2 separate regions of the Rattus norvegicus genome follow, and region 1 is linked to region 2. Evidence: chromatin contacts called from public Hi-C data. All regions are on one chromosome and are shown on one strand. Each heading gives the region's core, a stretch centred on a gene start, on an enhancer-like site or on the middle of the called end of the contact. The rest is flanking DNA. Distances are from core to core; before and after follow the strand shown. Region 1 holds the start of LOC120100833 (protein FAM246C-like). Region 2 has its middle 21 kb from the start of Rnu6-173.

Region 1 (2,700 bases), core at 30-2,529, 260 kb before region 2:
TCTATGAACACAACAGTCAACTTAGTAGCTCTGGCTGAGGAAACTCTGCATTAAACAAAGAAACATAAAAAACTATGTCTAGATCTTGAATAAGGAAAGAAGCATAACAGAGATAAAAAGAGAAGGTAACCCTGTACAAATGCAGGAAGTTGGAACAGGATGGGTTTCTAGAAAGCTAGTTTAGCTGTCACCAACTTTTCAGGTGGAGAAGACGGAAGTGACAGCCACGTGCTTTCTCCCGCTGTGAAATAACGCATTATCTTCAGGCTACCAACTACATACTCAACACATCCTGCGTACTGACTAAGTCCTTCAGCATTCTGCAGCCCTTCAATCTTCACTTTAACTTGTCTCGGGGACCAGAATTTTAGGTCAAAAACAGGACCAGGTTAACAACATCAACACTGTAAAGCATAGAAGAGAGTGTGGACAGAGACACTGACCTACTGTGGAAAGTTATGGACTAAGTAAGTTCTTTGTGTAAACACTGTGTTGAAACCCAGGAAGGGGGTCTAAAGTGTCCACTAGTGTACTATTTCAAAGGCTGCAGAAATCCGGCATATCCACAGGCCATAATTATGACTTCCCTCTCCTTGCATTAATTTGTTTATGAAATAGCTCAGAGTGTGGCAGACTTTATTAATCACTTGCTATGGTGTGTGTTTGGGCTGGTGAACACAGAAACCTAAGACCGTAGCAATAACCTTCCAGGGAGCTTCTAACTTTGTTTTTAATCCTGGGGATGTATACTGCACATAAACCCATTTTAGCAGCCTAATAGGCCTGTCTCAACACCCCTGTAGTTGTAACATGCTGTGGGCTAGCCAGGAAGGCTTCAGCTCCATATATATTATATATATAATATATATAAATTATATATACATATAATTTCTTTAAATCTCATGTTACATGCTCTAAAATCAAAATAGTATCATATGACACATTACTAACAATATTAGAGTCGGTCGTCTTTTTCTTTAAGGTTGAGGAAAGGCTACATATCTGTCTTGATTTTATTTAAAAACCAGTCCATATACTGATTACTTTTCATGAAAGCAATTCCTCCAGCCTTCTGTGGCTCCACCCTGAAAAGCTCTATACTTACTTTTCTTACAGTTTTTTGAGTGACGCACTACAAACCGACCAGAAAGGGAGGAAAAGCGGCAGCCCTCTCAAGCAGGGCGTCTTCCGCCCTGTAAACTTGGCAAAAAGCACACTGGACTGAAATACAGCACTCTCCATATAAGGCAGCCCAACTAAACATGTCATGCGTAATTTATGGGTGGCAGGCAGAGCATTAACCTCTGCGTGCACATACTTGGCCCACATGAAGCCGGTGCTGGATGGCAGCCCCGGCAGAGGGATGCGGGCGCTGCCGGGACCCGCGCGACCCGTGGCCGTCCCCATCGACCCTGGCAGAGGTCACCGAGTTCACAGCACTCGGTCACGCACCTGCCCCAGCTCCCGGGCCACCGGTCCTGCCCCGCGGCGCCCTGCGGGGGCCCGCAGAGAGGCGCGGAGCAGGGCCGGGAGCCTCAGCGCGCGGCCACGGTACGGGCCGAGGACCCCCGAGCGCCACCGGAGGCCGCCGCAGCGCCGCCCGCAGCGCAGAACAATGCGCGGCCGCCCCGCCACTCACCTCTCACGTGGCCGTGCAGGCTGCCCGCCGGGGCCCCGACTGCCCGGGGCATTGTGGGATCGCTACTCCGGGATGCCCGCCACGGGAAAGGAAACTGGCCGGGTCCGGGTCACCGGAGCATGGCTAGCGCCCCGACTCGTCGGGCTGCGTTGAGAGACTGTGGCATGTCGCCGTGCAGCCTCTTATCGCCGCGCGCCGGTTTCCGCCGCTGCGCGGCCCCTCCCCCGCGCCAGCCCCGCCAGGAAGGCGCGCGGACGCGCCGAGCTCCCACGCGCAGCCCCGGCCCCCGCCCGCCCGCTCGCCCGCTCGCCCGGGCCCGCGCCGCTCACCGCTGCTCCAGCTCCTGGGGCTCCGCGCCCAGTCTGCGAGGCCCGCAAGGTTAGACGGAAGGTTAGAGTCAGCGGCCCGGCCTGCAGCGGCAGAAGAACCGCACCGCCTGGAACCTGGAAGGCGAAGGGCGGGAAAGAAGCTGCACGGGTGTTGGTGGGTATCTTTCTCAGCAATCAACGCTCAGTTTTGGAGTTCTGCGAGAAAACTGATCGTCACCCAAACACAAACACAGGCCACCTTCCCGCCTCATCGGCAAATAAAACTTGCAGTTTAAAGGCTCCCTTACTTCCAACTCTGCCAGGTGGTGTACAGAAAGCAAGCAGAGCTTCCTCTTTTAAAATAAAATAACATCTTAGGCTATGCAGAGGTACTCCCACGCAAACAAACCCTGGGCAACTGCCGGCCCGAGCAAATGAAACACCAGCCCCTATTTCACGAGGTGCTATCCTGTAACTTGGCTTTGAATGAAAAGAATTATGAGTGCCTAAGAAGAGATAAAGTTTGAACATCTGTGGACGGGATTTCCGGTGAATTTCAGGAATTCTGATAACTTCGTCAGGGATGATTTTTGACTAAAAGACGTTTGTTTCATGGTTTGAACATACGTGGAGATTCGGTGAGCGAAGGCAAACTGTAGCTGGATTTCTCCCTACGTGTTTGTGTTGAGTGGGTGAGGCATACTTTCCTAGGCGGAATAAAAAAAAAATGTCCAGGTCCAGAAGGTGTTAACT
Region 2 (2,700 bases), core at 19-2,518:
ATAGGCTCAACTAAGGAAGGGTATGAGGAGAAGGGCTGTTTTACTCCTAATTGCCTGTGCTTTTCATTGTGCAAAAATCTTTGAAAAATTAGTCTTAGTTGTCCTAAGGATAATGGATGCCTCTGTCCATAACAAAAGTAGAAATGCAGAGCTGCTGAATATGTCTTCCCACAGTATCGAGATATTAAGTCACCTGGGAAGTGAATTGAAGGAGAGAACTGAATGGGAGGAGGATGGGGAGAGGAAGGGGTGTCAGAAGTAAGGAGAGCCAGGGTGAGAGGGCCCAGAGACTGAGCAGAAGGAAATTAGCAGTAAGATTAGGAGGCATCTCGAGGATATGCCAGAAATCTAGGATGGAAAATGCTCCAGGTAATCTATAAGAATGAATTTTGTGCTCCTAGCAGTGGAGAATATGAAGCCTGAAGTGCCCACCTAACAGGCAGGAGTCCCAGTGGAGGAATAGGGACACCAACCTACCCACAAAAAATTCCATCCAAAATGTGTTCTTCCTACAAGAAGTGTAGGGTTAAGGATGGAGCAGAGACAGAGGAAATGGCCCACTTCAGAACCATCGCATGGGCAAGAACCAATCCCTGACACTATTAATGATAGTCTGTTATGTTTGCAGACAGGAGCCTAGCGTAACTGTCCCCCTGAGAGGCTTCATCCAGTAGCTGACTGAAACAGATGCAGAGGCCCACAACCAAATATTAGACGGAGCTTGGGGAATCTTGTGAAAGAGCTGGGGGAAGGATTGAGGGCCCCAGAGGGGATAGGGAGTCCACAGGAAGACCAACATAGTCAATTAATCTGGACTCTTGAGGGCATCCAGAAACTGAAAAACTAACCAAGGAGCAAGCATGGGCTGGACCTAGGCACTTCTACACATATGTAGCAGATTTGAAGCTTGGTCTTCATGTGGCTCTTTCAACAACTGGAACAGGAGACTGACCCTGAATCTGCTGCCTGCCTGTAGATTCTGTCCCTCTAGCTGAGAAATCTTGTATGGCCTCAGTGGGAGAGGATGTGCCTAGTTCTGCAGTAACTATATATGCTAGGGTGGGTTGGCACTAGGGAGCTCCCTTCTTAGAAGAGAAGAGGAGTGAGAAGAAGCTGTGTGAGGGGTAGGGACTGAGAGGAGAGGGTCTATGGTGAGGATGTTAAGTGAACAAAAAATTAATGGGAGTAAAGGAAAAATAAAGTGACCTCACATTCTTAAAGCTATTTAAATAGCAAGACTAACAGGCAAGTCACCAGGCACACAGCTTAGTCATCTCTTTAAGGAAAGGATGGGCAGTGAAGTAATGCCATAGTTTTACCTTAGACTCATGAGTTAATGCTAATAAACAAGTTCTTCCTGGGATACATTTTAAACATAATGCTATGGTGAACTGTGTATCATAATAAATATTTTAAAACAAATATGTGAATTGTAAGTCTTTTTCTAAAGCTTTGTCTACTACATATTTAAATCATAGGAAAAAGCCATGTGTAATTAAGCCAAGAATTAAGTCACTGCCACATTGTAAGCAGGGGAACAAAAGGGTTTGATATTAATAAGTTAAAAACCTAGGATATATAGGCTTAAAGGGCAGATAATTACATAAAAACACAATTGGACCTGAGGTGCTGGTTTGCTTCAGCCTTACAAAGTAGAGTTGATTTCAGAAAAATAGCAAAATCAAAAAATGTGATCATTTGAAAAGCTTACATTTTATGAAGTAGTGCCTGAAGTAGTGTCTGGGGGAAATTTACCAAAGATAAACAGCAAGTATTACCATGAATAACATGTTTGGTTAAATGAGGGTTTGTGGTTTCTTTTGTTTGTTCTTTTGTTTGCTTTTTGCTTTTTTATTATTTTCCTTTTCTTTGGTGTTGTCCAGAATGCTACTGTATAACTTGAAAACACACTGACCTGATCTTCAGGAGAGCCTCACTGTTAACTCACTCCCTTTCCCAATGTGAGAGAGGATGTTATGACAGACCACTCTTAAGTCTTCCAACTCCTTCCAAACCCCTCTTGTTTCAACCACTTACATAAGGAAGTAAGTCAGTAGGTACCTACACTGTAGTGAATGCACTGAAAGAAATATGAACCAAGACTAAAAAGAATTCATCATCAATTTCCAGTTTCTGAATTATGATGAATAGGGCAAAATCAGACATGTTTCTATTTTACCTGAATTTAATTAAGGAATTAATAAAGATAAACAGGAGATGAGGTATATGTCAAAAGAAACTGTTAAACTCCAGAATTTAATTAACTAATCAAAATTGGCCTTTTGTCAACACATACAATATTCAAAAGAGAATAGGAGAAAGAGGGGAAGGGAAAGAAAATGGTCTTAAAAAGGCATAATCCATGATTTAAATACATAGTCCTTAAAAATAAGCTAAACTTTGCATTTAAATGAGCCCATGAGGAATTTTGGCAGAGTTAATAATTCAATGGTATTTGAAATTACAGAAATGAGTTGGGTCAAAAGAGTCCTCATAATTGAACAATGCTCATAGAGAAAGTGTTACTTGGGATTACTTCACAGTAATGTATCTTTCTATGACTAACCAAACAGCTACAGAAAACTATTTCTGTATATTCTATCTATTGGCATTGACTGCGTGAGGAAAGTCACACGAACCTTTTCACAAGCTGGGAAGTCTGCCCAGTGTTTCCTTCATGCATCTAGTGATGAAAGCTTA

The links. Hi-C and Micro-C count contacts between places; a contact is called where the count stands out from the background.
Region 1: a contact with region 2 is called in a Hi-C map of Schwann cells, with 5 times the contacts expected there. The contact joins the promoter of LOC120100833 here to the enhancer-like site in region 2. A contact is called at or near these places in 2 of 12 Hi-C or Micro-C datasets (the Rat2 cell line and Schwann cells).

What each region holds. Positions count from the first base shown.
Region 1 is chr2:146,819,129-146,821,828 of GRCr8, reverse strand. It overlaps LOC120100833 (protein FAM246C-like), which reads left to right and starts at 1,279. Exons shown (of 2, transcript XM_039103697.2): 1 at 1,279-2,585. The coding sequence starts at 1,279. The coding sequence ends at 2,022. It overlaps Mbnl1 (muscleblind-like splicing regulator 1), which reads right to left and starts at 1,795. Exons shown (of 10, transcript NM_001412543.1): 1 at 1,640-1,795.
Region 2 is chr2:146,562,994-146,565,693 of GRCr8, reverse strand. No RefSeq gene overlaps it. Among named protein-coding and RNA genes, the nearest start is that of Rnu6-173, 21 kb to the left of the region's middle. Within about 2 kb of position 1,268, at least 3 of the 93 cell types and tissues checked have an H3K27ac peak or open chromatin away from gene starts, as enhancers often do.